Regions from separate parts of the Sus scrofa genome. Here region 2 is linked to region 1. A link is a contact called in public HiChIP or PLAC-seq data. All regions are on one chromosome and are shown on one strand. Each heading gives the region's core, a stretch centred on a gene start, on an enhancer-like site or on the middle of the called end of the contact. The rest is flanking DNA. Distances are from core to core; before and after follow the strand shown. Region 1 holds the start of ABL1 (tyrosine-protein kinase ABL1). Region 2 overlaps ABL1 (tyrosine-protein kinase ABL1).

Evidence for each region. HiChIP or PLAC-seq counts read pairs in DNA pulled down with a chosen protein or histone mark.
Region 2: a contact with region 1 is called in an H3K27ac HiChIP or PLAC-seq map of skeletal muscle. The contact joins the enhancer-like site here to the promoter of ABL1 in region 1. A contact is called at or near these places in 2 of 5 promoter capture datasets (fetal skeletal muscle and liver), 7 of 47 Hi-C or Micro-C datasets (embryonic fibroblasts, epiblast stem cells, mesenteric adipose tissue and 4 more) and 2 of 2 datasets of contacts at active chromatin or transcription factors (alveolar macrophages and skeletal muscle).

Annotation. Positions count from the first base shown.
Region 1 is chr1:270,758,731-270,764,624 of Sscrofa11.1, reverse strand. ABL1 (tyrosine-protein kinase ABL1) reads right to left here and starts at 2,984. Exons shown (of 12, transcript XM_005660524.3): 1 at 2,852-2,984; 2 at 1,341-1,799. The coding sequence starts at 1,476.
Region 2 is chr1:270,864,275-270,869,457 of Sscrofa11.1, reverse strand. The region is part of intron 2 of ABL1 (tyrosine-protein kinase ABL1); the gene reads right to left. Among named protein-coding and RNA genes, the nearest start is that of QRFP, 51 kb to the left of the region's middle. Within about 2 kb of position 3,922, at least 18 of the 83 cell types and tissues checked have an H3K27ac peak or open chromatin away from gene starts, as enhancers often do. A contact at or near this core is called in omental adipose tissue and skeletal muscle, where this site is marked.

The DNA of each region.
Region 1 (5,894 bases), core at 1,735-4,234:
CCAAAAAGTCGGAACCAATTTTCATTATCTAAGGTTGTATGAGCATCACTAGTTAAAAATATTCACTGTGGAATTCCCTGGTGGCTCAGCAGTTAAGGACCCAGCATTGTCACTGCTGTGGCTGTGGCTCTGGTTGGACCCCTGGCCTGGGAACTTCCACCTGCTGCAGTCACAGCCCCCCAAAAAAAACAACTTCACCTTATAAACTCTGAATTTGGGAAGCACCCTAACATATTACTAAATTTGTCTAAAACCAACTAAAATATAACTAATGTTTCAAGGCAAAGTAAAACCCAAGTACCCAGATTATTTAAGAAAATCAAACCTCAACTGTCAAATGCAAGTTCACTGAATGGAGAACTGTTTATTGCAATGATTCATTGTGAAGGACATTATTGAATTTCAAAGCACATGCGACTTGCGCACATCTCAGATTTGCTTATAGAGAGAGTGGGCTCAATTGACATTTTAATATAAAGTACACATTCTGAAAAATGCCAGGCTGCAACGGCACAGAAAGGACACTAATTAATTGGGGCACCGCTGGTCCTGTCACAGACATCACTCTAAGCTGACCCTCAGCTTTAAAGCTTTGTGCAGAATTACTGGACTTGACCAGTATAACATGTACTGTCAGCACTCAAATGCCAACGGTGTTCACGAAAGTGCCACAGACAACCTTTCTTGCCCCAAGTGTCATCTGAAACAGGGAGCAGAGGGAAAAGTCCCACCCACGGGGACAGGGTTACTCCTTGTGTAAGGAGAAGCGACTGGAAGCTGGGGATCCTCGATGCACGCGGAATGCTGCTCCCCCTTGACTGTTTCCACACAGCTCCCAAGAATTTTCAAGTTCTACTTATGATCAAAAGGGCCAAGGACATTACTGTCAACTAGGACTTGTGGTTTTTAACTTTGCGGGGAGCACCAACCCCTCCGTGGACAGGAGAACAGTTCTCTGTAGATAAAGTTGTAAAGGATCCACACGCCTCAGGGGAAGGAAGGGCTCACGCCTTAGGTCAGAGCCGAATCATGGACTCTGGATCCTGAGAAATGACTTAAGTCCAACCTCCCCAGGAACCTGGAATAGGAAAATGGCTTGTCCAAGGTCAACGGTGAGTTAGAAATGGAATCAGGCAAGAAGTAAGCAACTCAGAGATTTTGAAGCAAGCCAACCAGTGTCACCAAGTAACGTTTTCTTATACAAAGAAAGTTCCAACAGAAACCAAGAGCTAACTACAGCAACAGAAGTTTTAAGTAGAACCTAAAGGAACCCACGCGAGTGCTGTGGTTCAAAAATGCCTAAGCTGAAAACAGGACCAGAAAGCTTGCAAGGCACTCACCATGTTCCACAAAAACATTGCAGTGTGGGCCCCCGTGTCTCGAGGAGTCCTTCTTCCCTGCGCCTTTGATAAAGTGCAGGGCAGGCAAACTTGGCCGTCTTTGGTCCCCAAGAACTTTTCCAGGCTGCTGCCCCATAAAGTAACAGTAGGCACCCCTTTCCGGAAGAGGGTTCAAGATCTTTCAGAATGGGCAGTGAGCTAGAAGGAAAACAGTATGTATGTGGGATTTCACATTCACTGCATCGCCACAAGTCAGTCACTGAGGTCAGTCACAACAAGGCATCTTCTCCCATAAGGAAAGGAAGCGAAGATTTCAGGTTGACAATATGTAAACAGGAGTTCCGATTATTTTCGCAGTTGATCAACTTGAAGTCATATCAGGGCAATGGGACCCAAGCTGCTTGATTTTGTGTCCTTTACTGGCTGAGTAACAGCTTCTTCCCTTTCAAGGAGAAAAACCTAAACAGAAATATTCACAGGGGATGCTGTAAGACGGTCAGTAAGGCTCAAGTCATTTCGATTCCCACACATCAAGGAAATGTTGCTTGTCTTTGGATGCGCCTCCAGAACTTTTCCTGGGGAAGTCACCCACCCCCTATCTCGGTGTCTTCATCTTCCGCGGCAGATTTCCTGCCGCACTAGCTGCCGCTCCTCGCCTGCTTCTCTACCCTGCTCTCCGGAAAAGGACACGGGTCACCCGGCCTTCAGAGAGAGCTGGCCCTCGACTCTGACGAGAAGGAATGCATTGCCAGCAACTTTTAAGTCCGCTTTTTAAAAGGCCTGTGAAACCAGTCCAGGCTTTTCCTTTGCATTAAAGTTTCTGGCTGGGCTGAGACTAAGGGGGCCGTAGGTGACATTGGAAGAAGTCAGGGCATTAGAGGCTCACGGGAGCAACCTGGGGGCAAGGGGAGGCCACTTGACAGCAGGAAGGGGATTTGAATGGGGGCTCCGAGGCCACACTTGAACCCAGGAGGCAGGAGCAAGGGGCGGCTCGGGGGTAAGAGGGAGGCTGCCAGGGCGGGGCGCGGGCGGCTTACTTCGGGAGCGACGCTCCTCCACGCCTCAGGAATCGGGGTGTCCCAGGTCTGGGGAAAGAGACCACCCTCAGGGTCCCAGAGTCGGGGCTGGGCTGGAAGGGGCGAAGGACTCCCGAGGCTCCGAGGGCGGGAAGCGGGCGGAGGGGGGTAGGCCCGGCCGCCTCAGCTGCCCCTAACCTGGGGGGGGTCTCTGCCAGAGACACCCCCTCCCCCGGCCCCGGACGTTGCTACGGCCGCCGCCGTCAGGCGGTCACATCCCCCGAGCTCCGCCGCGGGACCCAACCTCCCCCAGCAGGTTAGGGCCGTGGGCAACGGAAGGGCTCCTCAACCGCGGGACCCGGGAACCGGCTCCGGCTCCAGCGCTGCTCAGGGACGGTCACCGACCCCCGTGGCCGCCATGATGGATTACGAGCAGCTCCACAACGAGGCCAGGCCCCGCCCCTGGCCCCGCCCCCGGTGACGTCCCGTGCGCACCTCGCGGGGACCCGGACCCTCTCGGCGCCGCTTTCGGGTACGCCGCAGCGCCTTTCGGCTCCAGCCTCCTTGCCCGCGAGGGCCGGGTCCTGCAGGACCTGTTAAAATGTGGTTTTTTCCCGAGAGCAAGGCGAGTGGTAAGGAAGCTCCCGCCTCCCCTGTACTGCCTTTGGTTCGCGAGAATCCGGGTCAGGGCTCTCTCCTGCATCCCATTGGCCAGTAGGGACAGTGGGGTAGAGCTTCTAGCCAACCACCTTCGGCGCAGCTCGCAAGGCGTGGCGGGAGTTGTGGTCCTGCGGCGCCCGCCCCTGTCGGTGCTCACCCGAGGCTTGCCCTCTGCTCCCGCTCCTGAGCTTCGTCCCGCCCTCCTGGGAGCCGGTGAACTCTAGCCGGCTTCGCGTAGGGCTGGCCAATGTCTCCCCTGAGCTGTTAGTAGACCGGCGAGAAACCAAAGCAAGGAGAAAACTGCGGATTGGATTTTCCCAGAACCGGAGTTGGATCACTTCCTTGAGCCTCTTTGAGAAAATTTAGCTCGCTCCTGGAAACCAAGGTATTTGGTGCCTTCACCGCTCCACCCCCCGCCTCCATTCCCACCTTTTCTCCAAGAAACATAAATATTAGTACCAGCGAAAAATAAACAACTGGAAAGCATCCGACAGACTGCTAACGAATTATTTCTTCGGAATATCAGGAGGCTCATTCTAAAGAAACAGCATTTGTTAAGAGCCTTTCGGAGGCTAAGCCAGGCACAATCATAGACGTTTGGGTGAGCAGGAAACTTTGAACTTAAACTCATACAGTGACGTGTGTTAATTTTTTCTCAATAAAACTGGGGGAATAAAAGGGGAGGGGTTAAACAGTTCAGAGATGTACAGGTATTCACATGAAAACCTCTTAGTCGAGATTGTTTAGTAGGCCTGCAGAGCTAGCCAGTGACCCAGACACACCAAATCCACACCTGCCATAACCCATTTAAATATGCAACTAAAATGTACCCTAACCCCCAATTCACCACTCCCCATGTCTCCCCAGAGCAGTGCACCTACCAGACCAGGATATACCCATTTCTAAAGGATCCACTCATCACAACACGGGTCTATACTAGGCCTATTACGCTTTTCATAAACTGGATGCTCATTTAATCCTCACTGCAGACAGCGAGGCATGTAATATCATTCCCCATATACAGATGAGGTGACTTATGGTGGGCTCGTTCTGTAAGAGTCACTATTTGAGCCCAGACTGACCTTGCTCCAAAGCCTTTGGTTTTTTTTGTTGTACCACTCCCATAACTGTTGACCTGACATTAGGCAATTGACTTCTTAGAAGTCGCACTATTAGTGGGGGGACACCATAGTCATAGTACAGACACTGTACTTTCCATTATTGGATGGTGTATTTTAGACATTTCTGCCGGATTGGGAAATGGTGCTGATGAGTTTATAGATATTGGCTTCAAAAAAGTCACTGGGAAGTACTGAATTAGGAAGCCTATGAAAACGTGTGCCCAATTTTAGAACTGGAGTTTACCTTCAGATGTTGATTGGGTTAGCTTTGCTGTCAGAAAGTAGTCTGGCTGATGAACTTGGTCCTGGTTTGCAACTTATCCTTCAAACTTCAACACCCTTATTCCCTTTACTCACCCATTATCTTATCCTGATGAGCACCCTAATTTTTCTCTTCGAAGATTTTGCTTTTCATTCCTATTCATGCTTTAATCATTTCTTGCAAATCTTCATTCTTCACTCTCTAGTTTAGCTTAAAGTTGAGCCATCAAACCAGAACGCTTACTGACCCTCGTTGCTTCTTGAACCAACATTCAGTCACTTGAGCACTGAGCTCCTGTGTGCACAGCACTGTCCTAGGTGCTGGGATACAACTGAGGCAGGGAGGAGACTCATCCTTGTCCTCCCAGAGCATACATGGGAGGGAAAGGCAATGAGCAAAACAGTAAAAATTCAAAGTACTGGTCTCAAAAAAAAAACAAAAACAAAAACCTCACAAAAACCAAGAAAACCCAAAGTATTGGTCTCGATACGGGAAATGAGATTTCCAGACCCCATGTCCTTTCCTTTTCCAACCCACCTCTGAAGGTTGCTTTATAATCACTCTTGAGCTTAAACCTACTGATTCATATTTGCTAATGAGCTGAACTAAGGCACTTTCATTCTCTGCATGGCTTTCATTTATAAACGGCGGTCGTGTCAGATTTTGTGAGGTTATTGTGCAGATCACGTGGGATCTCGTTTCCCACAGACTGAGACTACGCTTCATCAAAGAGGAGAGGCCAACTGCACTGGATTTACAGGTTTAGCCCTGTCTCCGTGGCTTGCTTGCTACCATTTTCTAGCTGTAGGCTAACCCCAAGCCCAGACTGTATACTTTTTCGAGTGACGCACTGGGTAACACTGTAGAATGATACTCGTGAGGGCTTAAAAACTAGAATCCAGAGCCCAGCAAATGCCTGACAACCAGAAGTAAATAAATGTTGCCAAATGTGAACAAATCTCTTTAAGCTCATATACTGCATTAAGAGTGACTCAGTTCAATCTAATTTTGTCCTCACTCACCCTTTGTTTATACAGCACAGCAACACATGAGTTGCTTTCAGTACCAGTGTAAAAATTTCAGTTTTTTTTTTTTTCCCCCAAACTTACTAGAATGACACTTAACAAGGGCACCCTCTAGTGGGGCCACAGAAAGTGAATAATCACCAAAAGGTGCTTTCAGACCGTTATATATTTTCACCTAGGTAATCATTATTCAGCATATACAGAATGAACAGCATAGGCTGGCCGCTTGGGAGACGAAGTGGGGATAAACTTTCATGGAGCCCTGGCCCTGGTCAAAACCAACCCAAACCAAGGATGCAGGCTCCCATCCTTTCCCATTCCCGTCTCTCAAGGGCAGACAACCGGGAATCTGTTCTCAGAAATGACAAGTGAGCAAATCTAAAGTTGCAATATTGCCTAGACAATATTCAGTTGTATATATGTCACCTGTACAATATTCAGTTGTATATACAATATACAAATACTATACA
Region 2 (5,183 bases), core at 2,673-5,172, 100 kb before region 1:
AAGGATTCATTAAAAAATGATGCCCCCAAAAGTTCTCCTTTTCTGCCAAAGAATGAGACCTTAGCATTTGTTATTCTTAAAAAATTTAGCTAACGTTTTCTGCAGTATCTTGAGTTACTTTTATTTATTTTTTTGGTCTTTTTGCCTTTTCTAGGGCCGAACCCTCGGCATGTGGAGGTTCCCAAGGTAGGGGTCGAATCGGAGCTGTAGCCGCCGGCCTACACCACAGCCACAGCAACTCGGGATCCGAGCCATGTCTGCGACCCACACCACAGCTCACGGCAACGCCAGATCCTTAATCCACTGAGCCAGGCCAGGGATGGAACCTGCAACCTCATGGTTCCTAGTCGGATTCATTAACCACTGAGCCACGATGGGAACTCCTTGAGTTACATTTTAAATATTTAAGGTTTAAATCTTGGCATTCCCGTTGTGGCGCAGCAGAAAAGACTCCAACTAGGAACCATGAGGTTGCAGGTTTGATCCCTGGCCTCACTCAGTGGCTTTGTGATATGACGTTGTCATGAGCTGTGGTGTAGGCCGGCTGTAGCTCCGATTTGACCCTTAACTTGGGAACCTCTGTATGCTGTGGGTGCGGCCCTGAAAAACAAAAAACAAACAAAAAAAGATTTAAATCTTCAAAAATGCCTCTTGGAGTTCCTGATGTGGGGCAACAGGATTGGGTGGCTTGCTTCTTTGGAGTGGTGGGATGCAGGCTCAATCCCCAGCCTGGCCCAGTGCGTTACAGATCCAGTGTTGCTGCAGCTGTGGTGTAGGCTGCAACTAGAGCTTGGATCTGATCCCTGACTCAGGAACTCCATATGCTGTGGGGTGGCCAAAAAAGAAAAAGAAAAAAAGAAGAAGAAAAAGAAAAGCCTCTCATTTCATTGAAAACTCTTTTATTTCACTAAACTGTTACTGAAGAGGTTTCCACTTACCAACAAAACTCAGGAAAAGTCAATAATTAGCCAGTTGAGTACCAAGAAGTGTGATATCTAAAAAAGGCTTCTGAATCTCTAAAAATCTATGCCTCCAACTATGAGAATAACAAACTGAAAATTCTGCAAGAACAATGTCACAGAATTCACTGGATCTGTGTGTGATTAACTTATTTGGACAGTATTCTAAGAAAACAGCTGGGGTCTTTAAAGCACAATTTAAAGGTCATTTTATACAAAAACAACCCTTTCTTAAAGCTGTGAGTCACGGATCAGCAATGCTTACAAAATATTCACCATACAGGTGAATACACACACCTGGTCTATACCCTCAGGGGCTGCTGCCCTGCTGAAGCCGTCACTGGCAAACTGGAAAAAGCAATGGAGTTCCCGTTGTGGCGCAGTGGTTAACGAATCCGACTAGGAACCATGAGGTTGCGGGTTCGATCCCTGCTTTGCTCAGTGGGTTAAGGATCCGGCCTTGCCGAGAGCTGCAGTGTGGGTCGCAGACGTGGCTTGGATCCCGCGTTGCTGTGGCTGTGGTGTAGGCCAGCGGCTACAGCTCCGATTCGACCCCTAGCCTGGGAACCTCCATATGCCGTGGGAGCGGTCCAAGAAATGGCAAAAAGAAAAACAAAAAAAAGAAAACAAACTGGAAAAGGCAAGATGCAACCTCAGGCCAGAGGGGAGCAGAGGGGAGGCTTCACTCCAGGAAAAACATCCCTGGGAAGGGTCCCACCTTCCTGTTGGCGCTTGTGCCCAAGGTCACAGTGCCCTCTAGAGTGCGGAGCAGCCAGCCATGCAGCCAGCAGTCATTACTGGCAGTCATCACTGTCCACCAGGCTCTCGGGAGACAGCTGGGGGGCGGGAGGTAGGGGGCAGTGCAAGAGACGTGCTTGTCACACATGATCGACAGTCCCTTTACTTTTGCTCACATTTGGTTATTTAAACCCTTGTTGCTTTATTCGTATTTCCTTTGCGGGCCCTTTACTATTATCCTCTAGTTCGAGGAATCTCTGCAATTTAAAAATCTATAAAACAGATCCTTCGAAAAAGAGGGAAGGCTTCGTGTTTTATTTCGTGCTCCGATCCAACCGATGAGATCATGCTCAGACTATTCTCAAGGCGGTTTATAACAGCCTAATACAACTTTTTATAATATGAGCTTAGAGGAAAAGTATTATTTCCCACAATTTGAACTTGATGAAAGTCATTTTATCTACATTCTGCACAGCCCTTTATTTTGTAATCTACACCCAGAGCAGTTAAAACTATGCACACACACAAGTTTAGCTGAACACAGCTCTGGCATTAACTTCTCACAATGAACGGAATGTTCCCAGAACCCCAAACCATGGTGTCAGCTGCTGGGGAGCAGGGGTAGGGCGACATGGCAGTGGTGCAAGGAGGCATCGTCACACAGCCTCTGTGCCTTGTGGGGAAAAAAAGCCATTAATGAAAATGCACATGCCCTCCGAGCAAAACTCTAGCGGAAGACAAGTGCTGTCCCATGGATGGATTTATAAGGACAGAGACACGGAGCGGAGGGAGCTCGGAAGGGTGAGGGAGGAGGTGGACCCCAAACAAGACGTGCCTGGAAAGGGATGCAGGAGCAGCACAGGGATCCAAGGCCAGCCTGAGACATCAGGGTCTTTATCTGTGCCACGCTGTGGACCCTCTGGTGACGCCTGGGGACCTCTCCTCAGGATAAAGCTTGTAAATGCATCAGGTAAATACTGAGCATTGCAAAGAAAACAACTGGATTGGAACAGCCCTCAAAACATTTTAAAAAATTAGTTTGTGATACAGTGCTTCTTCATTAATGCATTAACTACATACATACGCCTCTTTATTAACACACCGAGTGACAAGCTCCAGCAGAAGCTGCTGTCATTTCAAAGCCGTGATGAGTGCAATAATCACAACCACTATGGCCTGAAGACACCTGATTTCTACGGCGACACAGTCGCAAGTACTGCTAATATTACTGTGGTTGGTGTCCTACCTTCTTTAAAAAATAAAATACTAATTTTCTGTTAGCAGTCGGTGAAATGAAGTTTTCCTGCTTTTCTACCCAAGGACATGGAGCCTCTGAATTCCATCCCAGACCCCAAGCGCCTTCCAAGCTCACGCCTCCGACCCTACAGGTTTGGCGCAGTAGAACACCAGTCATCTGACAGTGAGAAGGGACCAGAAAGGGGGCTGCCATAAACAAGTGTAAAGTCCAAGTTACGCCTTTTTCTTTTAAAATAAACGCATTTTCATTCCCACTCAGGGGCATTATAGGCAATAAATTAAGTGGATTTCTAGAGAAATCTTTAAAAAATAAAAAGAAATAAAGTTATTTAAATTAGCCCAAGGTGTAGCTATTTCTGGGAATCCTTTTACATTATGATGTTCCCAGCCAGTCAATATCAGAAAACAGAATTCTCCGTCCTAACCTCTGTCCCCTCAGCAGTGCACATACTAGCTCTCCTGAAGACACACGGTCCCTGCCCCCTCCCTCCAGCAAAAGACAAAAAATAAAAGGAATCCTCTACCACCTTTCGGGAGTCTAGTGGCAAAGAAGCCTACAATGACTGAAAATGCAGTACAAAGACCAAAATAAAATAAGACCCCACCACCCTGGAAACCGTTCCGAACCCATCCCTCACAGCCCTCGCCCTCTCCCCCCACAGAGGCACAGCCACGCCCTGGCCGCGTCCTCTCTTCCCCCAGGCCTCCGATCCGTCCTGTGCCTTCCACGCCGCACCACACCCTGGGCTGGTTTGCCCGCTTCGACCTGCCCTCTTCGTGCCCTCTTTGTGCATGTCACCACCACGCTGCCACCACAGGGGTCTTTCCACAATCGAAATACGACCAGGTCCCTCTTCTGCTAAAATCCATCCAGGTGGCTGCTGGCCAAGAGGCAGGAGAGGAAGCCTGGGAGGCGGCCCGGCCTGTCAATGCTCAGTGACATATGCTGGCACGGTCACCTGCGTGTCCTGCAGGGTGGCGGCCGTCTGCAGGTAATGCAGGAGACGCCGTCCCTAGCAGGCAACAGGCCCTCAGAAACAGCGGGAGTCGTTACCACTACACCTCCCAGGAGGGGACGGAGCTCCAGGAGCAGGCACGCCGCCCCTGGGGTCTCGTCTGGGACCATCACCCCCCACGGCACCTCCTCTTCATTCCAGCCTCCCCAAAGGCCGTGCAGTCTCCCTGTTGCTGCCTCACCTGTGCACACCTTGACCCGTGCCTACCCCTCATCCTCCTGGCCTCACTACCTCGAGTCGACCTCTGACCGCTCCTGCCTCCCCGCCGCCTCAGCTCCCACGTGGCCTCACGGGGGAGGACTTGGTGTCTGCTGAGGACATGGTAAGGAATCTGTAGGCCTGGGCTCCATGGCAGACAAGGACTGTTCAAATCTCAACCCACCGTGTTTCTAAGACAGTAAGTTCTGAGCCTCAGCTTCTCAAGTGCACAAAGCTTTCAACCTAGCCCGCTGTCAGGAGGGGTCCAGGCATTCTGCGTGCAGAGAGCTTTTGTACAAGCGCAGGAGCGGCACCTGGCACCAGGGCACTGCGCTCGCTACAGGGTAATTATGCCTTCTCTTACTGAGGTTACCACAATAATATGAACTCCTTGGGACCCGAGACCAAGCAGTCTTTTTTTTTTTTTCTCCTTTTTAGGGCCACACCTGAGGCATATGGAAGTTCCCAGGCTAGGGGTCGAATCAGAGCTGCAGCTGCCGGCCCACACCCAGCCACAGCAACGCCAGATCTGAGCCGCATCCTCAACCTACCCTGCAGCTTGCGGCAATGCCAGATCTTAACCTGCGGAGCGAGGCCAGGGATCCAACCCACAGCCTCATAGATACTAGTCGGATTCTTAACCTGCTAAACCACAGCAGCAACTCCAGGACCAAGCACTCTCATTACAGTCTTCAGCACCTGCCTAACGCAATGCAGGACAGGCTGACCGCGCATCGCTTCTGGAACTCAGTTGTAGGGCACCTGGCACTTGTCCTCAGCAACAAGGTCCAGTGTTAAGTCATGGCTGAGGAGTGCACCTGCATCATCTGTCGGCCTGTAGTAAATGTAGCAGAAATGACAGGCAGCAACGATGGAAGGCAAATGCCACCTGACCAGGAAAACTTTAATAAAGATCTGGGAAACAGAGTCACTTCTAAAATGGAATATACACCACAGCCAGGATCCTGAAACAAGGTAGAACATGAAAGTACATGTCTCTTTCCGAAGAAATAGG